Linked DNA regions of Mus musculus: all the other regions are linked to region 1. Evidence: chromatin contacts called from public Hi-C and promoter capture Hi-C data. All regions are on one chromosome and are shown on one strand. Each heading gives the region's core, a stretch centred on a gene start, on an enhancer-like site or on the middle of the called end of the contact. The rest is flanking DNA. Distances are from core to core; before and after follow the strand shown.

Region 1 (4,626 bases), core at 422-2,921:
CAATAGTATTGGCCTTCAAGTGGCCCTTGAGCTGGTCACAGATCTTGCCAATGAACTGATGGGGTACCACAAAAACCAGGATGTCAGCGCCTGTTGCAGCCTGGACCACGTCTGGGATGGCCACCTGTGAAGGAGAGCAGAAGCTCTCGTGTGCCTGGTAGACCTCTCCTAGTCCCAAGGGGACCCCCTTGCAGAAGATCTCCAAGCCAGTGTTAGGGGAGGGAGGGTTTTTGAGACTTTAACAGGAACTATCAGAACTTCTGTGTTCCCTGTCCCCAGCTCTCCTGGGGCACTGAAGCTTCCTAGAACACGCCTGCCTCCACGCTGCCACACGTTTAGCCCTTGGCTATGGGTCAGTGAAGACTGCCAAAGGCAGCCTAGGCCTGGCAGGGGGAAGAGGCCAACTAAGATTTCATCACTGCTGCGTCTTAGGGGCCCGAACTTGGCAGTGGGAGCCCCAGTCTCCCTGCGGACTCTCTGTCCCCCCTTTCTAGGTGAGGAGAATGCCATATGGATTTGACCAAAGACCAAAAGTCCAATGATCAGCCTTCAGATCTGCTAATAACCAGTGAATGAGTAACAGGGTTAGAGTTCAGGGCAGGCAGGAGAAGTTGGACCCCGAGTCCGGGAGCCTGAGAACCAGCCTTTGGTTGCCATGGAGACCCCTCTTTTCCACCTAGCACCTCTAAGGGGTGGTACATTCAGATTCCAGAAAGATTCCAAAAGAGTAATATAGGGGCTTAATGGGGGAGGGGTACTCCAGGCCTAGAGCACCCCGCCTGCTGCTCCACCAAGCCAGCGGGCGCCTACAGTGGCCTCCTCCCCTCCTCTGGGAAGGAGGCACCTCGAAGTCACTTTTGCGTGTTGACTGAGTATACCCTTTCCTTGCCTCGCTCTCTCTCTCTTCTCACATCGAGTTGGAGCTCACCACATTGGGGGGCAGCTTGTGCCCTGGCAGGTATTTAACATTCTCGTGCTGAGTGTTGATGATCTCAGTTAGCTTTCTGCCCCCGATGTCTTCCTCAAACACCCACATGGTCACCCGTGGGTCAAAGTGTGCCAGCCGGCCTGCATTGCTACCCACGATCTTGGCAATGGCTGAGCCCCTGGCGGGAGAGGAAACACAGGAAAGTGGACTAGGGTGACAGGGAGGAGGGGGAGGAACTCATAAAGCTTGTTGGATTTTTTTTTACCTCCTGCCTCTCACTCTCACGTCACTCCGCCCCCCTACTCCCACCCTGGTCCCCTATGATGAATGTGTCTCCCACAACTGGCAATAGAAGATTCAATCTATCCAGTCTTTGCTGCTGGGGAGGTGGGCTAGCCTTCCCTACACCGCGCAGGCAGCTTCTCAGGCAGGGAAGGCAACAGCACTCTGCTCACCTTCCTGTGGTGAACAGGTGCAGCGCCCAGGCGGGCACAGCCGGGAGGCTGGGCACAGACTGTCCTGTGTACCGTAAGCACTGGAGACGGCAGCAGGAGTCCAGCTGGCTCCTGAGGGCATTTCCTACCCTCTGCCCGCTTCCTGCTCACCCAGCCTCCCTCCGCGGAGCCCCTCAGCCCTCGGAGAGCCCTTCCCTCCCCCCCTGCCCTTCACAGAACCACTCACCAGTTGCCAGAGCCGACAATGCAGACTTTCTTGCCAGCCATGGTGCTGCTTGCTGCTTCTCTGCCCCGGCGGGTGTGGGCTCCGAGTATTTAACTCCACCACACGTGGGTGCAGCCAAGCTCCGCCCCTGAGGTGGCCCAGAGGCTGGCACCCAGGGACTAGGAGTCTGGCCTGCAGAAAGGGTAGTAAAGGGGACAGACAGGTGGAGAACAGGACTGAGGCTGAGGCCAGGCCAGCTTTTCCTCTCGAGTTCCCAGCTGACAGTGCTGGCCAGCTTCTTCCCTCGTTTGGCCTCGGCTTAGTTCTCCACCTACGTATTGGTATTGAGTCTGGTCAAGAAACAGTAACACCCCCCCCCCCCCAGCTATCACACCCCCCCCCAGCTATCACACCCCCCCCCCCCAGCTATGCCTTCAGTCTCCAGCACTGAAATAAACTGCAACTGACAGGGCTCGGCATGGTGGTGCATGTCTTTAACCCCAGCGCTTGGGAAGCAGAGGCAAGAGGGTCTCGATGAGTTCGAGGCTAGTCTGTTTCAGAGAGAGAGAGAAAAAAGCACTAGCGTCAGCAACAGCGATGTTTTCAAAGGCAAACGCCTCATCGCTCTCGCTAGCTAGCATGTGCCTCCCCCAGATCCTCAGCTGTTCCACTCCCATGATGTCCCATGATGGTAGCTCCACCACGGGCTCTGGGTGAGAGGATCAAGGGATGTGAGCACCTTCTAGGGAATAATACTACAATACCACATACACAGTAAGGGGCTGCTTTGGTGTATACCCCCACCCCGACCAAGGATTAAAATATCTCGGGAGAAAATGGACATAGTGGTGCACACCTTTAATCCTGGCGTTCAGGAGGCAGAGGTAGGTGAATCTCTGTGTGTTTGAGGCCAGCCTGGTCTACAGAGTGAGTTCCCAGATAGTGGGGGGGGGGGGGTTACATAAAGAAACCCTGTCTTGGAAAACTAAAAATAACAAGGTCATCTTGGTTACTTGCAGGTCAGGGACCCACAGGTTGCCCCTTCACCTCAGATAATCTCCGTTTGAAGGTCTCTAAAGGGAAGGAAGGTCAAAGGCCACTGGTGACACGTGGCCCACCCACACTCCTTCCAGGCTTCAGGAAGGGCAGAAGGTGGTGGCCAGCACATGCTCCTGGATAAGCCTGATCTCCCTTCAATTTCTTCTCTCAGGCTCTGCTTATCCCACAGGGACCCTTAAATTAAACAGCTGGTTACAGTCTCTAGACAGGGCCAGAGAAGCCAGTTACAGCAGCAGCCTCTAAAACTCAAGGGTAGCCATGTCTCCGCAGCTCTGTGGTCTCTGATGCCGGTGTGGGTGTGTAGCTTTGGGGGAGGGGGAGAAAGGCAGGCCCATATCCAGCAGTTTGGGCTCCATGGCACCCACAGACATCTGTTTGACTAAGAGGAGGAACTCGGGTTTCCAAGTCACTCTGGAAAGCGCAGCGCAGGCTTCTCGCCCTCCAGTGCTGCACCTTGACCCACAGGGCAGGCGCCACTGTATGCTCATGTGCAGACCTCCTGGCTTGGCACACCACTAATGGAGTGTTGCCACCCACCCCCCCAGGCTGCCCCTGGCCAGGGACAGTAATCAGCACTAGGTTAGAGGGGAGTGTCACCAATGCCACCAGCGGCGAGGAGAAGTGGGTAGGAGGTCAGGATTGGAAGCATGTCTTTTTCTCAGCTCGGGGATTACACAGAGGCAGCCTATCATGGTCTCGCGGCCAGGCAGTCTCTAATGATGGGGAGAATCACTGAAATCAATCAATAGCTAGTTGTTTTTCTTCTATCAGATTCTGCCTGATGCAGAGCTAGCCTCCCACAGACCTCTCCTTTATCACACTGGCACAGAGATGAAGGCTCCGGTGCCAGGCCGCCAGCTGGGAGCGCTGATTACGAGGGGTGGAAGAGAAAGGATGTTCCTGTCCCTGGCACATATGATAGGAACCCTAAAGAATGGGCATTTATGCCTGAAACGGATCCTTGTTTTTGCTTAAATACTCCCGCCTCTCTTTGCCCCTACATCCTATTAGGCTGTGTGGAGAGACAAAGCACGTGGCCATTCACGAAGGAATAAAGAGAATGCTCGTTAACAGGAAGTTGTCTGTGCCACCAAAGCCTCTCCAAGAGCAGGCTGTGCCGTATCTGCTTGGAATTGATGATTCATCGGCCACTCATTACACGTGCAATTAGCCTGGGTAAAAACAGATGCCAGCTCAGTCACCCGCTCTCTCTAGACCCAGTGATTACACCTTTTTTTTAACCCTCTCAACTCAGAGAAGCCAGGATGTTCTAGATTGGCAGCAGACAGACAACACTACTCAGCAGACCCCCAGCTGCTCAGTGGGTAAAATTTTATTCACTTTTTTGTGAAATAGTGCCTTTGTAATCCTGGCTGGCCTGGAACTCAGAGACCCTCCCGCCTCTGCCTCCCTAGCGTGGAGATTAAAGGCATGTATCAATGTACTGATGAGTAAGATTTTTCAGCTGACTACAGGATGTGGCAGTGGCTCATCCAATGTTCCACACTTTCTTGGGCAGGAGTGCAGTAGGAGGTTGTGAGCCCCCTGGTGGAAGCAGGTAGAACTGCAGGCATTGCCTGCTTTTCCCAAGGAGCATCTCTGATGTCTGAGCAGCCAGCTAGGCAGCCCTATCTACTCAACACAGGACTAAAGCGGCCATCCACACTGGGTTTAAGAACAGACTTCTTAGCTGGGCATGGTGGCGCACGCCTTTAATCCCAGCACTCGGGAGGCAGAGGCAGGCGGATTTCTGAGTTCGAGGCCAGCCTGGTCTACAAAGTGAGTTCCAGGACAGCCAGGGCTACACAGAGAAACCCTGTCTTGAAAAAAAAAAACAAAAAAAGAACAGACTTCTTACACTGGGCGCTGTAATGGCACACATCTGTAATCTCCACTTGGGGAGAAGGAGGCAGTTGCATAGTAAGTTTACGGTCAGCCTTGGTTACATACACAGGAATACAACACAAAGAGAACCCTGC
Region 2 (4,252 bases), core at 822-3,321, 800 kb after region 1:
GAGGCCTTGTCTTAAAAACAAAAAAACAACAACAAAAAAATGCCAACAACTCAGAATTTGCATATAACGTATGCATATCGCCCAAAATATTTAGAACCAATACTCCAGCACCTATAATTCTCAATACGGTGTAAAAATTATATAAATAGTTTAGGGTATAGCCGGGCAGTGGTGGCGCATGCCTTTAATCCCAGCACTTGGGAGGCAGAGGCAGGTGGTTCTGAGTTCAAGGCCAGCCTGGTCTACAGAGTGAGTTCCAGGACAGCCAGGGCTACACAGAGAAACCCTGTCTCAAAAAACAAAAAACAAAACAAAATTTAGGGTATACCAGCAAGAACACAAAATCTGCACATGTTCAGTACAGACATAATTTTGTTCCCAAGACTTTTTTTCATGGTGTTGGGAATCAAATCCAAGGTCTTGCTCATGCTAAGTTCTTTATCACTGTGTAACATTCCCAGCCCTAGATGTATTTTGCTGTTGTATTTTGAAGCAGGGTCTCTCTTTGTATCCCAGATGTGTTTTTAGACTTGGTCTCTCATTAGGACTTGGGGCTACATGAATAGGGTTCGCTGACTAGTCTAGTCAGCAGACCCTAGGGATCCTCCCGTCCACACCTCCCCGGGTTCACCAGCCTGCACTACTCATTAATTGTGGGTGCTAGGAATGGAACTTAGGTCCTTCTCCTGTTACCAACTGAGCCATCTCTATAGCTACCCCTCCCAAATGGTTTTTGCTTTGTGTTTGAGATTAGCTGAACCCACAGATGTAGAACCCAACAATGCAGAGGGCCAACTATATAAACATAAATGTATACACGGGATGTATTTATTTTGTTTTTGAGACAAATTCTCACCATGTTACTCTGGTTGTCCTAAAACATTATGTAAAGGGCAGACTGGCCATGAATTTATAGATCCACCTGCTTCTGCCTTCCTAGTGCTGAATTAAAAGACGTGTGCCACAATGCCCAGATGGTTTCTGAATCTCAAAGTAGGACTGGGCCAACCTCTATTTTCTAGTTTCAAATTAAAACGTTAAAACGTTAAAATGTTAAAACATTAAAATTAGATAAAGGCTATAAAGAGAACAGCACATAGCAGGGAGTTAATGTTTGGGAGTTAATGTTTTACTCAACCCACTCACCAATATTCCCTGGGATATTTCCTCAGTTTCGGGATAGCCTGGGCCTGGTAATACATGCAATCAACTAGGAAGCTGAGAATTCAAGGGTAGCCTGGTTTGCATCGCAAGACCTGTCTCAACAAAACAAAAGTTTCATGACATTTTTAAAAAGTCTCCTGTTTTTTTGTTTTTGTTGTGGTTTGTTTTTTAACTATTTGTTCTCTAATACCCTAGGCCTTCCACAAAAATAACTGTGTGAAAGCTGTCTGGAGTGGCAGGGAAACTCCAATAACAAATAAAAAAACGCATCGGGCAGTGGTGGCACAAGCCACTAATCCCAGCACTTGGGAGGCAGAGGCAGGCGGATTTCTGAGTTCGAGACCAGCCTGGTCTACAGAGTGAGATCCAGGACAGCCAGGGCTACACAGAGAAACCCTATCTCGAAAAACCAAAAATAAAAATAAAGAAAAAGAAAAGAAAACGCTATGGACCTTTGGGTTACAGGCAGCCGTCCCTTCAGAAGACCCCGTGGTGCTTACATCTTCTCGACGGGCTGACCTGATCCCAACCTTATTCGTTTAAACTAAAATCCTGACGGATACACATCCTGGAACCAACCCTCACATCTCAGCCGTGGACCACAAGGACTCTTAGTTTTAGAACAGCTTCGACAGGCCAAAAACATCCCGCCTCCTTTCCCAGAATGTCCTATCAGCGCACTCCTAGCGATGACCGACAGTCTACGAGGAACCAGTAAGTTCCGCTCCTCTGAAGAAACCCGCCCAGGCCTTGTGTCGTCACTGGGCACCAAGCCTGGCACTTCCGCGTAGCCGGGCGGCGGGTACTTGCGTTGAAACGTGCTTGCGAGTGACCCCACCTTAAAGGGGAGGGGACCGAGGGGGACCCGAGCCCTTTAAGACTAGGCGGGCTGGGGCCTGCCCCTTTAAGGGCGGGGCGTCCGACCGCAGAATCTGAGCCCCAGATTACCTTGAGTTTCCGTCACGGGCAGCGAGGAGAGGCGCTTAGGCTGGGTCCGGGTGCTTGGCGGGCGGCGGCGGCCTCATCCCCGCTCGTCCTCCCCGGGCCCGGAGACACCCCCGCCCCAGTCATGCTGAGCAGAGTATGGAAGCAGCTGACTACGAAGTGCTATCCGTGCGAGAACAGCTGTTCCACGACAGGGTCCGCGAGTGCATCGTGAGTCCGGGACCTGGGCGGGAAGGGGCCGGGCCGAGGTGGGAGGGGCGCGCCGCGATGGAGACGGGAAGTCCAGCTGCCTGGGCTCCGGAGCACCTCGACCCCTGCGAGCGCCGGGGCCGGGCCGGTGAACTCCCGGTCGGGTCGGCTGGGTCCCTGAGCCGTAAACAAAGCCGCCGGGTTTCCGTTCCTCGGCCGCTCGCCCCTCCCCCCGCCCCTTCTACTCCACCCCCGTGGGCGTTCCTGGCGATGGGGGTCCTCTAGTGTGGAGCGTTTGATCCTCTGGAAAAGGATGGATTTGCTTCGGGACAAGTTAGTGTGCGTGTTCCCCCTTAAAAGTAGATGAAGGGCAACCATGGTTGATGTTGAAATGAAGGGAGACTCGGTCACATTGAGCAGTTAACCGGGGACATGCGATGGTGGCGCGAGGGGCGAAGGAAAAGTGGGAGCTGTAGTGGGTCCTCCCACTAAGGAAGAAAGAAGTCCTGTCCGACGAGATGGGGTTGTAAGAAGTGGAGATGGAGGAACACCGAGGTTTCCCCGCCTGTTTTCTCTCCCCTGTAGTAGTGGTTGTTTTCATTCCTTCTGTGATTGAATCCTGGGCCTCTGGCATGCAGCATGCCAAACACAAGCCAATACAATGACACACACCCCGCACGACTTCCGGATAATTTGTTTGACACTCAGACTGGGTTTCCAGCCATCCCGTGTGAGTTCTCATGTGTGGGTGGGGTGGGGTGGGGTGGGGTGGGGGTGGGAGGGTCCCGGGTCCGCAGTGATCCTGAGCGCATCTAGCCTGTATTTCTTATTCTTTAAGCATTAATCTAGAATTGCAGTTGAACTTTCCATACGGCAGTGTACTACTCTAGGGTAGGAGCACCCGTGGGACTTAGGGAAATCTATTTTCCTTGGGCCTGCTTTGAATGATAATCTCTTTGTCTGCTGGGTTTTTTTGTTTTATTTTGTTTTGTTTTCCCAGAGAGCTCTGCACATACTAAATGAAAAGGGAAGGGTTTGGAGGAGTGGAAGGAGATCTTACTGAATAAAGGGGAGGGCTCAGATGGTGTCTTTCTTCATTTTTCTCAGGCTGAGCTTTAGGCTACCCCTTGGCATGCTTAGATTGAAGAAACGGTAAAGGGGACTAGGTCTGCCCTTACCAATGAGGGCATACGAGTATCTAGCCCCAGGATAAGAGTCGGGTAGCATCTCTTCTGTGTTCCTTGGGAGAGGTACACATTGGGGATTGGGCATATCACGGTGGGGGGCCAGGGGGGGGCACATCCAGGCCTTATAAGATACTGACCACCTGGAGGGATGAGGCCGAAGAAACTGCTCAGTATGTGTTTCTGCCTCCTAAGCCATTAGCTTAGGACATCAGCTCCAGCCAGGGGCAAGTGAACGTTTCTAGTGTCTCCTGAATGTGGCTCCCATCTAGAAACTAGAGAACAACCCAGGTAGGAGGTGGGGGTGCGCGCCTTCAGTTCCAGCACTCAGGAGGCACAGGCAAGCGGATCTCTTGAGTTTATGGCCAGTCTGGTCTACAGAGTGAGTTTCAGGACATCCAGGGCTACACAGAGACACCATGGGAGAGGGAGGGAGCGAGCACTGAAACAGCTTAGCCTGTCCTGGAAGTGGGTGGAACCCCAAGCCTGACCTTTTGAGCTCTACTACCCTCTTGGCTGTTAATCAAGTTCAAGACCAAAAGGGGCAGAGAAGGAGCTGTTGGGAAAATTCAGCTTCCATCTTAGTGGCTCTTCCTATGGGGACTTCCTAAATCAAAAGCTATCACTTTATTCTAGACACAGGACTTTCTTGGTCTCCTCTTTGTCACTGTACAGATTTCCTCTAGGGTCTGTTTATCTTGGAGACTAGAAGACACGTGAGATCGAGCTTGTCTGTGCCTACCTCAAATGCAATGACATTTCCCTTTTGT
Region 3 (4,238 bases), core at 1,501-4,000, 690 kb after region 1:
GTAAAATCTTTACAAACAAGCCTGTCTCCTGGAAGCTAAGAAGCCAAAGCCAAGAGGAACAGATGAATCACTTAGTCTAGCCTCGACTGGATTAAGAGGCTTGCTGGTGTAGCAAAGCCAGACACTTAAGCCATGCTTGCCTAATAGGTGAGCCTGGGGCTTTTCTGAACTGTATCTTTGTGGGTTTGCTTGATCAAAAGCTGTTACGGCATCCCTCTTTCAGAATACAATTCTGAAAGTTTCCTGGGGTGTGGGAGGGCTGTAGGATAGCCTGGGAAAAGAGCCTACTAGTGAGCCTGATCTCGGAACTGCAAGGAAAGCTGCCCTCTCCTGCCCCCACCCCCAAGCATACCAACTATCCAAACGTACACTCCACACAAGTGAATAAAACAAAGAAGCCAACAGCTTTGGGGGCTGGAGAGTTAGCTCAGATGAGAGAGGTCTTGCCTAACTATGTGAAGTTCTGTGTTCCATCCCAGCACCACACAAAATGGTGGCTCGGGCCAGTAATCCCAGTCCTAGTGTGGGAAGGAGGCGACCAGCAGTTCAAGGGTCACCCAGGACTATAGACAGAGGCAGCTTGCGCTACCTGAGGGCTGTGCACCTCACTTCCCCAAAGCTTCCATAGACCTTAAACAATACTGGGATGGGGTTTTCTTTAAAAAAAAAAAAATTTTTTTTTTTTAGATTTATTTCTTATATGTAAGTACACTGTAGCTATCTTCAGACACACCAGAAGAGGGCATCAGATCTCATTAAGGATGGTTGTGAGCCACCATGTGGTTGCTGGGATTTGAATTCAGAACCTTTGGAAGAGCAGTTGGTGCTCTTAGCTGAGCCATCTCTCCAGCCTTTCTTTTAAATTTCTATTGTCAGCTGACCAGGTGCAGGCTAGGTAAATGGTCTCTCAAATAGTTAAAACTTATTTAGCAGGGAGGTTCCTTTTACCGAAATTATTCACTCTGTAGCCCGCTCTAGCCTGGGACTCACTAGGGACTAAGGAGCCCCAAACTCATGATGAGCAATCCCCCTCCCTGTCTCAGCCTCCAAAGTCTAGAGAACTAGCCACTCTCCTCCAAGCCGGGCTGAGTTCCTGGTAACTTTGTTTGCTTTTGAGACCGGGTCTCATTGTGCTGGCTGACCAGAACTCAGAAGATACTCCTGCCGCTGCCTCCAGAGCCCAGGGTTTGATAGCCTCACCCATTTTTTTCTTGAAAACTGAACTAATACATTGTTAACCAGGTGAATAACCCTAGCTCTTGGGTAGTGGAGACAGAAGGATCTTGGTTTTAGTTGAAGGTCATGTTTGGCCACATAATGATTTCAAGACTGGCATGAGCATAAGACACTCAAAAACCAAAGTGCAAGCCAAGTGGTTTGCCTTTCATCTCAGCTCAGGTAGCAGAGGCAGGCAGAGCTCTGAGTTCCAGACCATCCTGGTCTACAGGGTGAGTTCTATTACAGCCAGAGCTACAAAGAAACCCTTTATCGAAGGAAGGAAGGAAGGAAGGAAGGAAGGAAGGAAGGAAGGAAGGAAGGAGAGAGAGAGAGGGGGGGGAGAGGGGAAGGGAGAGAAAAAAACCCGCTGTTGGTAGTTTACTCTAGCTTTAAATTGAAAAAAAAATTTTTTACGGACATTTTTTCTTAACTGGGCTAAATATAAATATGCCGTTGAAGTAACACTAAAAACTAGGCTGGCTTAGGGGATCTGACGCCAATTATTCCCTCCTACGGAGGAGCTCGCCTTCTCAGGTGCACAGCTGCAGCTGGAAGGGCCGGGGACTGGCCACAGGTGACTCAGCAGCGAGTCACAGGGCGTGGAGACGGTGCCCGGAAGTATTTGCTCAGTCCTGTCCAGAGCGCACGAGGTCCTCTGGGCTATCCCAGCTGGGAGAGCGACATCATTTGAGGAAAATGGAGACCTTTGAGTTTCTCCAAACTCTCGTGATCATTGTGAAAGTTCCCTGCCTTTCCGGGAGCGACCGGCGGCCGAGACGGGATGCTCTCCCAGGAGGATCGAGACAGAGGATCGGGACGAGCCCTCCAGCCCAAAGCGACACTAGTTTAGTGGACTAGGCTCTCACACCCCAAACGCCAGAAGCCAGTCTAACTGGAGGCGGCCGTCGTGGGGCTATTGCAGGTATCGTCTCCCGGGCAGCCCTCAGCTCCCGCGGTCCCTTCAGACGACCTCGCCGCTACCCCAAAGCCATACTCACCATATTTAGTCCTTGAAGTGGTCCGCGAAAACTGAGGAAGTGAAAAAGGGTGACGAAGATCTCCCACTAACAGACTACCAAGGAGTCCGGGGGAGAAGCTGTGTAAGGTCCGCCTCCAGGACAGGGCTTATATACCCTGGCCGGGCCACGCGTCGGGAGGGCGGACACCGGACCCCGCCCCGGGCCGCAGCGAAGCCGATGATTGGCGGGTTCGAAAGTTCAAATCAAACTCCGTAGAAGGAGCTGGAAGTGGGAAGGGGAGGAGACACCCAGGGTCCACGCCAGGGCCAGGTGGGGCGGGGAAGAAGGTGGGGAAGGCGATTGGAAGTTGGAGGACAGCGAGATCTTTGTGGAGCTCTGGCCGGAAGAAAGTCCCAGGTAGAGAGGGGGGCGGCCTGGCTCAGCCACCGGGGACTCACAGCTGATCGCCGCCGCACTTGTGGCTCGGTCGCCCCACCCAGGCCTTGGAGCCCGGAAGAGTGAGCCAGAGAGGTGACCCGGGGCTGCCGGCAGGGTGGTGACTGCGACAGCTTCAGGGGGCCAAGATGGAAACGCCCAGTCAACTTGACGGCACAGTGGGAGGGGTGGAGCTGAAGTTAGCTCAAGCCAAAGCCGGTTACAACATCACCAGGGTTGCAGCCCCTGAAGGCAATCTTTCCTAACCTAGGTCTCAGTTGCCTCCAATGGGTCCTAAGCACCTTACTCTTTACTCCCGCCTTCTAGAAGGCTAGCCCTCTCCTCCTTCCTCCCTTCTCCCCACCCTTCCCCCAAGTCCTGAGGATATTTGCCAGAGCATCCCGAGCGCCCTTTTATTTTCGAAGGCAGAGTCTGCCTCAGCTCCTCTTTAAGCAAACATTCCGAGTCTTAAGAGCCTTAAGAGGCACAAAATTATTCGGCCCATTATGAGAGGAACTCGTAACTCCCCCCCGCCCCCCAAGATGGGTCCCCGCTGCAGTGCTCAAGCTAAACCCAGGCGATCCACACTAATTCCTTTCTCTGCGTCTGTGGGATGCAGAGTTCACTCTGTAGTACCACATTCTCTCTGGCCCAAGAGCCCGGGGGCTCCTCTCCTCATTTTACAGTCAAGAGGAGAGGAGAGTTCGGGAAACAAAGCAGGCAAGTGTCTCCACCGCGGGAGACGTTGGACTTCCCTGCCCCACTGCCCTGCACTAGACAGACTTGTCTGAACAACTCCGCAAAGCAGATTTCTCAGAAGTGCCATTCAGTCCTGCTGAGGAGATAGACAGATCCCTGGGAAAGTTTAAGGAACTGGAGTGGTGTGCTTGCTTGTCCTCTTCATACTAAGGAGAGAGAGACAGGAAGAGCCTGGAGCTCACAGGCCAGCTGCTCTTGCAGTATCAGAGTTCAGTGAGGAACCTTGTCTCAAAAAAAAAAAAAAAAAAAAAAAAAAAAAAGGTGGAGAGTCATAGAGGAAGACGGAACATATTGACCTCTGGCCTATGCACGTACACAGAATCTCTCTCTCTCTCTCTCTCTCTCTCTCTCTCTCTCACACACACACACACACACACACACACACACACACACACAAATTAAAAAGCCGCCCTTATTTGAATGTGATGATGCATACCTGTATTTCAGCAGGCAGGGGACAAGACTGGCAAATTTGATCCAGGCTACTTTGTTTCAAATAGAAAAGACTAGAATGCCAGGGATGGCTGTGAAAAGTGGTACAATACAGGCAGACAAGATGGCTCAGTGGTAAGGTCATTTGCCACCAAGCCCGAGGAACTTGGGAGTTTGACTCCCAGGACCTATCCAGTGTAAGGAGAGAACCAACTGTAACTGATTAAATTATCTAATCTTTATACCAATAAAGTACCAGAGGCTTAAACTATGGTAAAGACCTGCTAGCTCAGCAAGGCAACTTTCTTTTCTTTTCTTTTTTTTCTTAACTACATACAAAATATCTATTTACAAGCCTGATTCCACAACTAAACTGCTAGCTCTTTAGAAATTTCTTTCTGGGGCTGGAGAGATGGCTCAGTGGTTAAGAGCACT
Region 4 (4,464 bases), core at 1,814-4,313, 990 kb after region 1:
TGAGGTTAGCCCACTTGTCCAGTATCATGCAGCTAGTGCCTAGGGAACTCTAAGCATGTCACACGTTGTCCTTGTCCAGTGAGCCAGCTGGCTCTTTGCGGGACACACAGTAACTAAACAAGGGAAAGAGTAGTGAGTGCTTCTTTCTATTCAGAGGGAGGGGAAGTTGCTGTTAGCTAAGACAGTCAGGACTGAGAAGGGGGGGGGGGGTTTAACTCTCCTGGAGGGAGCTGAGAGGTAAAGGGAGGGGCGTGAGGTAGAACAAGCCGAGAACACAGGGCAGGTTGGTCTGACTCCAGAGCACAGTGCAGGAGCCCGGAAGTTGACTCAGTTCAGTTAGCAAGTATTTTCACACAAGGCGTGAACACTGAAGACAAAAGCAAGAGACACAGCTCTATCTCTAAGAAGATTTTCAGAGCCAAGATCGATGGGGCACACCTGTTAATCCCAGCACTTAGGAGGCTGAGGCAGGAGGATCCCAAGTTCAAAACCAGCCTGGACTTGTTTTAAGGAAAAAAAAAAAAAAAAAAGACTTCCAGTTTAATAAATGACCAATTCAGGAATGGAGATTAGGGCTGGATGACAAGTTTTTAATTGTCAAGGACTCAATTCTGTTTATCAGTTGGTATGGAATTATGTAAGCTTTTAGCGATATGACCGCACGGAGCAGTGTAGAGAGTGATCTGAGAGACGCTTGGGGGTCAGGATGGAGATAGAACTCCCTCTCTATTAGAAGGTGTTTGGTGGTAGGTAACCCTGGGCTAGCATGGTGGGTCTCTTCTTACTTAGGCTTCCATCTTTGTGGTTCAAATCCAAGAAGGACCTGCGTTCCCTCCCTCCTTGTGATCAGCTGATTGCTAGAGCATAACTCATCTTAACTTCTCATGTACTCTCCGGGTACAGGAAGGGAGGGGGCCCACTGCTGACAGTGGAGCATGAAACGACCGGCTTCCTGACTATGTTGGTACCCTTTCAGGAGCCTAAAACAGTGCTTTCAATACTTGTGTCTATGTCTGTTAGCCACAACTTTCTAGTTTCCCAGAGAGATTTTGAAGTGTAGTTTTGTATTTGCTCAAATATATATTCATATGGTGAGGTGCACATTTTTTATATTATATTTTTATTCATTTATTTTTGGTGCTTGGGAATTATACTCTAGGAATAAAGCGCCTGGTAGAAAGTGGCACACATCTTTAATCCCAGCACTCAGGAAGCAGAGGCAGACAAATCTCTGCGTTCCAGGACAGCCTGGTCTATAGAGCAAGGTCCAAGCCAGCCAGGTTTACACAAAGAAACCTAGTGTGGAAAAGACAAAACCAACCAACCAAAACAAAACAAGCATTCTCTCACTGAGCTACCTCCCTAGCCACATGCACAGAAGTTAGGCACACATTTGACGGGTTTAAAGTGCATCTATAAAACCCCATATCCTCAAGACACAGCATGCTACCAACCCCAGGAATTCCTGCCGCCTGTGGCTTCAGTTAGTATTTGAGGGGGGTTTTATGTAGCCATGCTGGGGTTCAAGGTGTGCACCACCCTATCCCACTGTACCAATTCAGGTTCCAGTGTTTTGTTTTTGTTGCTTCTTTAAAGAGAGTTTGACTGTGTAGTCCTACATGGCCTGAAACTCAGGAATTTGTCTGCCTCTGCCCCCTGAGTGTTGGAATTAAAGGTGTGTACCACAACATCTGGAAGGCAGGGTTTTGCTTTTTTTTTTTTAAGATTTATTTTTATTGTGTATATGGACACTAGACGAGGGCATTGGAGTCCTTGGAGCTAGAGTTACAGACTTTTTGAGCCATCTGATGTGTGTGCAGGGAATTGGTCTTTGGAAGAGCAGCAAACTCTCTTAAGCACTGAGCCATCTATCCAGCCTCTGACAATGAGCATTTAAAAAATAATTCCTGGGTTAGGGGTGTTAACTAAGGCGCTTGCCAGGTATGAGCAGAGCCCTGCCTGGACTGGATCCCCAATACCACAAAGCCACCCCCAGAGAACATGAGAGCTTAATTAGAATGATAGCATTATATATGGAGGCACTCGCTAATGGGGCTGGAAGAGGAAATCCCAAAGGAAACTGGTTGGGTATTAGAGATGGAAGAAATCTCAGAATGTCGGTACAGGAGAACCACCAAGACAGCCAGGTCAGGGAGGTCAGGTTCTTCCAAATAAGAGGAAGTGTGTGTTGGGTGTGTGTGTGTGTAGTCTGAGCTGCTGGCCAGACACACAGGTGGAATTGTGTTTACAACCGGTATCAATGCTAAAGAAGACAACGAACCAAGAAACAGCCTGAGAATAAATATGGTATGGAAGGACACCATGCCAGACAGCCTTTGAGTGAGTGACCAGGAGCTGGGTACCACAGCTTAGGTTGTCAGTGAGTGTTCAGACCATGAAATTCGAAACTGGTAAGGCTGCCTAAAATTACTTGAGCCCCCTTTAAAAACTGAAGTCCTTGCATAAACACAAGACTGGTGTCCGTGCTGCTGTTGTGAAAAGGATTTGTGGAAAACAGGAAGGAAACGCCATTGCTGGTAGGAGAAGATCTGTGATGGATCACTTTTTACAGGAAGATGCCCCGTAATGCTTCCCAAGACAGGAGGCTGGAGAAGCCGCCAGCTCTTTCTGGACATACCCGAGAGCAGAATGAACAGGAGTGTGAAGGGTCAGCCGACTTGGACACCTGCCTCTGGGCTTAGTGGAAAGGGACAGATCTTAGAAGACCGAGCAGAGCACAAATGCTAGCCCTGTGCTTGAGTACTGTCACCAGTTGCCATGTTAACCTTGGGCAAGTGCCCTAGCTATGAAATGGGGACAAGTGTGTGCCTCCCTTTCCTGGCCATTCGCAGGTTAGAGACAAACGAACGCCCCTCTTTACAGTTGGTAATGGCAAATATGTGCTATTACATGATCCAGCCGTCGTCATGGGTCAGAAAGACTGTTAGATGGGTCACCATCCGCGACCTCCATCACAGGTTAGGGAATTCTGCAGTCTCTTCCCCTCTAGGAGGTGGGGACAAAGTGGAGGGAGGGCTGCAAGAGGAGGAGGAGGAGGAGCTAGCGCCTTGAAAACCCGCCCATACCAGTCTGGCCTGGAGTGAGGGAACCCGTCCTGGTCGCGTGCACCCGAACAGCCTGCCCTGGTATCCTGGTGCTCTGACCCGGTCCAATCATGACCCTGAGCCCTTTGCTCCTACCACTCCAGCTGTTACTGCTGCTACTGTTCAGTGGGGCGGTGTGCCGGGCTGAGGCTGGGCCAGAAACCGAAAGTCCTGTCCGGACCCTCCAAGTGGAGACCCTGGTGAGGAGACTGTGGTGCCACTCCCCTCCCCCCACCCCATGTCCCGCCGTTCCCCTTTACGGCCAGGGATCGCGGGGAAGCCTGGGACTCTAAATGGTCCTGTGAGAGTGAAGAGGAAAGAAGCGAAGGAACTGAGTTGGGGGAAAAGGTGCTGGGTCTCCAGAGGAGCTTAGGAGGAGCAGCCTTGACCCTTGTAGTCTGATCGTAGGTGCAGCCCCCTGAATCGTGCACGGAATCTGCTGCCATTGGAGACACGCTCCACATACACTACACGGTGAGGGGCTTGGGGGTCCGGGGCGTGGCCTGGGAGGGGCGGCGCCCGGCTGAAACACGTCAGCTTTGGCTTGGACACGTGGCAAGCTATCCTAGAGAACTTGAGTCCTAGGATCAGCCCGCACGTGGGGGCGTCCTCTCGCCTGCTTCTCTTTCTTCCTTGTTTTCTGCCGATTCCTCTCCAGCGCTGAGAAAAGAAGGATAGAGAGAGCTCCAAGAAGCGCCAGCCCCGTGGGGCTTCCTGTTCCTTCTTGCCCATGGTGGTGGTGGGTGGAAGGAGATGGGGACAGGACACAAGTTTGTTAAAGGGGTTGCTTCCTTCCGGGTGGTCCCAAATTGTGGGAAGAATGGTGGGTTTAGACCCACCATTTTTTTTTGTCTTCAGGGCAGTTTGGTAGATGGACGCATTATTGACACTTCTCTGACCAGAGATCCTCTGGTCATAGAACTCGGCCAAAAGCAGGTGATTCCAGGTATGTGCCCCGTGCCTCTGACCTCTCCCTAGCCTAAGCCCTTGCTTGCTTGCCGGCTGTATTGCTCTGGAACAGCCGCTAGAATGAAAAGGATCCCAAGGCTCTCCCGCTACCTCAGACTCCACTTCTAACACTCTTCTTGCCCCACACATCACTGCGGCAGAGAGTCTGAGAAGTGGAGCTAAGCTCATTTGATGACGGGGAGCCTTTGATTTTCCTCTTGGGTACTGTGGGGAAGATATGTAGCTTCTAGTTCAGTTTTGCCTTCTTCCTCAAGGTCTGGAGCAGAGCCTTTTGGACATGTGTGTGGGGTGAGTATCTGAAGGCCGGGGCCTGACTGCTCCTTTTTCCGGGTAGAAGGTTTCTCTGTCATCCCTTCTCCAGTGGCAGGACGTTGTAGAGTAAAGGGCCCCT
Region 5 (4,504 bases), core at 1,599-4,098, 900 kb before region 1:
GTGCCTAGCATGGCTCCTGGCAAAGCAGTTGGGCCACAGTGCTGAGAGTTTCTCTCCTACCCCTTTAATCTCCCCCTCCCTCTGCTCATTCATTCATTCTCATTCTCTTTCTCTCTCTCTCTCTGCCCCCCCCCCCACTTCCTCTCTCCTCTGCACCCCCCCCCCATGGTTTTATTTTCTTTCTTTTGAGATAGTGTCTTTCCCCAGCCTGGCTAGAACTCACTATAAGCCCATGCCTCCAGCTCTTGAGGATTGTGATTCTAGGTTCAAACAAGCCATTAGGTAAATAAAGTAGATGGCATAAAGTAGATGGCAGCTCCTGCAGAGAGGGCCAGCCCATTTTCCTCTGAAAGCCTGGATCCTGCAGTAACCTTTACCAAGTCCCATCTTCAGCAGTTATATCAAAAATGCTAATTAAGGAAAGACTGTGGTATCACACAGTCTTTTATCGCTTTAATTCCAGCTCTGGGGAAACAGAAGCAGGCAGGATCGTTGTGAGTTCAAGGCCAACCTGGACTATGGAGCAACTCCAGGCCAACCAGGGCTACATAGTGAGACCTTCTAGACCATAGTTTGGTAAGGCCCTGACTCAGAGTAATTACTTTAGATTCAGGCTTTGGGACTTTGGGGTTTTGGAGCTTCAAGGATAGGCAGACAGATACAGGATAGAATGCAGGAAGGTTCTGGGTACTAGACGCCCTGTGCTGAGCCTGGTAAAGTGCAGACCCTGTCCTAGAAGTAAAAGATTTGGGGCAGGGTAAGAATAGTATTTTATGGGGCTGGAGAGATGGCTCAGCAGTTAAGAGCACTGACTGTTCTTCCAGAGGTCCTGAGTTCAATTCCCAGCAACCATATGGTGGCTCACAACCATCTGTAATGAGATCTGATGCCCTCTTCTGGTGTGTCTGAGGACAGCAACACTGTACCCATATTCATAAAATAAATTAAAAAATCTTAAAAAAAAAAAAAAAAAGAATAGTATTTTATTACTTAGAAATCACGTTTATAATATGTAAGGCCGGGGAGAAGGCTCGGTGGGCAAGGCCCTTGCTGTACAAGCATGAGAACCTGAGTAAAGCCATAGGTGGTATCATGCATTTGTTTTGCTTTAGAAACATTCCCACTGGTACTGGCTGGCCTGGAAATCGCATCGATCCACCTGTCCATCTCCTAAACACCGGGGTTAAAGGTGAAGGGCACCTGGCAGCAGCATGCCTTTGCCAGCTCAGCACTGCCATAGTGAGGTGGGACGTGGAGACAGGAGACTCCTCACAGGCCAGCCAGTGTAGGGAGCAGAGGACAGGAAGAGATCCTGTGTCAAACCGAGAGGATGGTGAGGATGGAGCCCAGAACTCGTCCCCTGTGACTTCCACAAGTACACCCCACGGGCAGGAGTATGTTAGAGTATGTAGAACGCTGCAAAATGTACTGGATACACCATGATGCTGCATCACACACACAGACACATACCACATACATACACAGACACACAGAGACACAGACGTTTACATCCCCCCTTCTCTCTCTCTCTGCACTCAACGTGCCCCTTACATTACTATAACCCTCCTGTCGTAGTGTCATAGTTACAATCGTACAACTAGGTATTGTCACCCCGTTAGCATCTGCAGCGAGCGATGCAGATGGGTTAGGTGATTCTTTCTTATCCAAGGGCGCACAGCTGGCAAAGGACAGGGATTGTATTTGTAGCCTGGAGCTCTATATAGTACAGGAGGATCTTGAACAATCTTTCTCAGCCCTGAGTTCTGGGATTATAGACATGTCACCACACCTAGCAAAACCCAACCCCCTCATGGTCTCATTCAATAACCCTGGCTAGCCTGGAATTCTCTATATAGACCAGGCTGGCCTTGAACTCTGAAACCTGCCTGCCTCTGCTTCCTGAGTGCTGGGATTAAAAGCATGTTACCCCCACCCCCAAGCCAAAAGCTCCTATTTGTTTGTTTATTTATTTAGTTGTTTTTTGAAACAAGGTCTCACGCATGTTGTGGCTCTGGTTGTCCTGGAACTCATTCTGTAGACAGGCTGGCCTTGAATGCAGATTTGCCTGCCTCTGCCTCCCAAGTGCTAGCTAGCATTAAAGGTGTGCATCACTACACCTAGCTCAAGCCCCTATTTTTAACTATTGTGTTGGACAGAGAGAAAATCATAAAAATGTTGTCATTTGGAAATAGTTTGCTTCCATCTCTGTTTTCCAGGATTTTCTGCTTGGAGTTCCTGTAGACACTATTCGATGAACTTTTTTAAATCTGTATTTTATGAATATGAGTGTTTTCCTTGTATGGATATTTGTGTACATGTGTGCCTGGTGGCCACACAGGCTGGAGTTACATATTATGAACAGCCTGTGCTCTAACCACTGAGCAACTCTCCAGGATGGTGTCGTGACAGAATGCCAAAGACAAAGAGTTCACCGTTTTCTTTTCCCCCTTCCTCAACTTCCCAGAATTGATGACCACGCCGGTTTTTCAGGCCCCTGAGACCCTGTCCCCACAAGCTGAAGAGGCCAGCACAGCGCTCATTGCAGGTAATAATGCCAGTGTACCAATTCAAGGAGCCTCAGAACTGAGACCTCTTGCTCAGCCTGGAACCCAGTGTGACTGCTAAGATGTTCCCTATACAGGAAGGACATCGTCAGGGTAACGGGGTTCATTCTGGCATGTAGGTCTGACACATGCATAGCTGTGAAAGACCCAGAGGCATGACCATAAGGGATAGGCTGGGAGTGACCATGCACAGGCACGGTTATGTGGCTGCTCAGCTGGGGTGTGTGGGTTGGGAGGAGGGTATATGTGGCTTGTCGAGTGGGTGAGGAAGAGCGAGCGAGTGGGGAGAACCAGAGCGGCTCTCATAGGAAGCTCTGTATTTAAAACACCCTTCCTGTTGGCATGAGCTATTTATTTCCCTCCTGGTTTCTAGCATGATCATCAGAAACTGGTTTGGGAGGAAGTTGAATTTTGTCAGAAATCAAAACAGCATGTCTATAGCCAAGTACCAAGAACCTCTGGATGCTGTGCCCTGGACAAGCTGTGTTCGAGGGGCACCCCACTAGGAAGTAATGGCCTAATTCAGAGGGCCCCTTGTAGTACTGAAACATGTCTCCCTCTCTCCCTCTCTCTCCCTTCCAAGTTGTTATCACCGTGGTGTTCCTCACCCTGCTCTCGGTGGTGACCTTGATCTTCTTTCACTTGTACAAGAACAAAGGCAGCTACGTCACCTATGAGCCTGCAGAAGGGGAGCCCAGCGCCATCCTCCAGATGGAGACTGACTCAGCCAAGGGCAGAGAGAAGGAAGAGTACTTCATCTAATGCTTCCCAGGCTGGAGGGGCCAATTCTTGGCTCCAACACTAAGCCGCTGCCTCTGTAGTTAGGGAACGTTTGCTCTAAAGCCAGGGAGTGGCGTTGGGTGATACTGGCACATCCACTCACCTCCCAGGACACAGCCCCCAATACCGGAATCACTGACTCCAGGGTCCAGAGACACGGAGAAAGCTGTTCATGATGCTGGGCCTTGATAAGGACAGTGCTCGAAACCGACCACCAAAGAGGGGCCATGCCTGAGTTGGAAGTGAGGTCACATGCTGGTCCACTTTGTCCCCTCCCTAGTTGACGACCAATAGCCCCAGTCAGTGCTATCCAGTCTTTCTGGAGGCAGGACACCACAGGGAGGGGTCAGACCAGGGAGGGGATAGGAGTCTGAGAATGTTACTGCCTTTGTTTGATCTGAGCCCCACTGTTCCCCAATCAGCCTCAAACTTCTACTGTTTTTATCCTAATTAAACTTATGAAAATCAGATTTTCATTTTCAAGAACTAAATTTTTCCTTGTTCTGCTTAAGCTTTTTACATCATTTTCTCTTATTTAACTCATCTGTATGTGTTATCTTTCTAAGGACTTAATGGAAGTTCTACAGTTCTCAAAACTATTCAGGAGTTGGCAATGAGGACAACCCAGGTTTGTCCCAGACAAGCATCACTGGAAACACATGAGAAATAAGTGGGTTTGTTCTCAATTCTGGCAAGGGCCACAATCTCCCAGATCCCTGTGTATAATATAGATGGAGCCAAGAAAGACCTGGCATTCAATCCCATCTGTAAAGCTCTTTTCTTTTTTTTACCCTTGAGACAGGGTTTCTCTGGGTAGACTAGGCTGGCCTCTAACTCACAGATCGGCCTGCCTCTGCCCCGTGAGTACTGGATTACAGTTGTGAGTCCAGGATCATCTCTAGTGGAACCCAGGAGAGCAGTCAAGCCTAGCCTGACACACCTACATTTACTTCAAAGACGTATTGAAGAAACAGCAATGGGAGCACTAGCTGGTTTCTGGGTGGGATGTTAAAGACCTGCCATATAAAGGAAGCCATCTGAGCACATGCTAAGTAAAGAATGCTGGCGTGAGGTGTAATGCAACTTCATCACTTTATTCAAATCTTCAAAATAGTCTTTATTCTACATTTTTAGTATAAAAAATCCACAAGTTAAGTGCA

What was found. Promoter capture Hi-C pulls out the DNA fragments that hold promoters and counts their contacts. A called contact is a pair of places that touch in the nucleus more often than the background predicts.
Region 2: a Hi-C map of liver shows a contact between it and region 1, with 2.9 times the contacts expected there. The contact joins the promoter of Lmbr1l here to the promoter of Gpd1 in region 1. A contact is called at or near these places in 2 of 39 promoter capture datasets (both in liver) and 1 of 484 Hi-C or Micro-C datasets (liver).
Region 3: a promoter capture Hi-C map of liver shows a contact between it and region 1, with 6 times the contacts expected there. The contact joins the promoter of Tuba1c here to the promoter of Gpd1 in region 1. A contact is called at or near these places in 6 of 39 promoter capture datasets (embryonic stem cells, erythroid cells, liver and 2 more), 3 of 484 Hi-C or Micro-C datasets (CD8 T cells and liver), 4 of 115 datasets of contacts at active chromatin or transcription factors (embryonic stem cells, large pre-B cells, memory CD8 T cells and 1 more) and 2 of 9 other capture datasets (adipose tissue and liver).
Region 4: a promoter capture Hi-C map of liver shows a contact between it and region 1, with 2.2 times the contacts expected there. The contact joins the promoter of Fkbp11 here to the promoter of Gpd1 in region 1. A contact is called at or near these places in 2 of 39 promoter capture datasets (both in liver) and 1 of 115 datasets of contacts at active chromatin or transcription factors (bone marrow-derived macrophages).
Region 5: a promoter capture Hi-C map of liver shows a contact between it and region 1, with 3 times the contacts expected there. The contact joins the enhancer-like site here to the promoter of Gpd1 in region 1. A contact is called at or near these places in 3 of 39 promoter capture datasets (erythroid cells, liver and pre-B cells), 3 of 484 Hi-C or Micro-C datasets (embryonic stem cells and uterus), 2 of 115 datasets of contacts at active chromatin or transcription factors (memory CD8 T cells and pancreatic cancer cells) and 2 of 9 other capture datasets (adipose tissue and liver).

The regions. Positions count from the first base shown.
Region 1 is chr15:99,714,632-99,719,257 of GRCm38.p6, reverse strand. Gpd1 (glycerol-3-phosphate dehydrogenase 1 (soluble)) reads right to left here and starts at 1,671. Exons shown (of 8, transcript NM_010271.3): 1 at 1,610-1,671; 2 at 929-1,106; 3 at 1-124. The coding sequence starts at 1,650. It overlaps Gm16537 (predicted gene 16537), which reads left to right. Exons shown (of 3, transcript NR_155353.1): 3 at 3,419-3,724.
Region 2 is chr15:98,915,917-98,920,168 of GRCm38.p6, reverse strand. Lmbr1l (limb region 1 like) reads left to right here and starts at 2,071. Exons shown (of 17, transcript NM_029098.3): 1 at 2,071-2,319. The coding sequence starts at 2,248. Gm41396 (a long non-coding RNA gene) reads right to left here and starts at 2,200. Exons shown (of 5, transcript XR_001781764.2): 1 at 2,113-2,200; 2 at 1,147-1,256.
Region 3 is chr15:99,028,403-99,032,640 of GRCm38.p6, reverse strand. Tuba1c (tubulin, alpha 1C) reads right to left here and starts at 2,750. Exons shown (of 4, transcript NM_009448.4): 1 at 2,217-2,750. The coding sequence starts at 2,219.
Region 4 is chr15:98,726,797-98,731,260 of GRCm38.p6, reverse strand. Fkbp11 (FK506 binding protein 11) reads left to right here and starts at 3,063. Exons shown (of 6, transcript NM_024169.4): 1 at 3,063-3,304; 2 at 3,513-3,578; 3 at 3,963-4,050; 4 at 4,328-4,361. The coding sequence starts at 3,176.
Region 5 is chr15:100,620,670-100,625,173 of GRCm38.p6, reverse strand. Smagp (small cell adhesion glycoprotein) reads left to right here. Exons shown (of 4, transcript NM_174992.4): 3 at 2,465-2,545; 4 at 3,148-3,835. The coding sequence ends at 3,326. Dazap2 (DAZ associated protein 2) reads right to left here. Exons shown (of 4, transcript NM_011873.2): 4 at 4,413-4,504. Among named protein-coding and RNA genes, the nearest start is that of Dazap2, 7.3 kb to the right of the region's middle. Within about 2 kb of position 2,848, at least 61 of the 459 cell types and tissues checked have an H3K27ac peak or open chromatin away from gene starts, as enhancers often do. A contact at or near this core is called in adipose tissue, liver, memory CD8 T cells and 1 more, where this site is marked.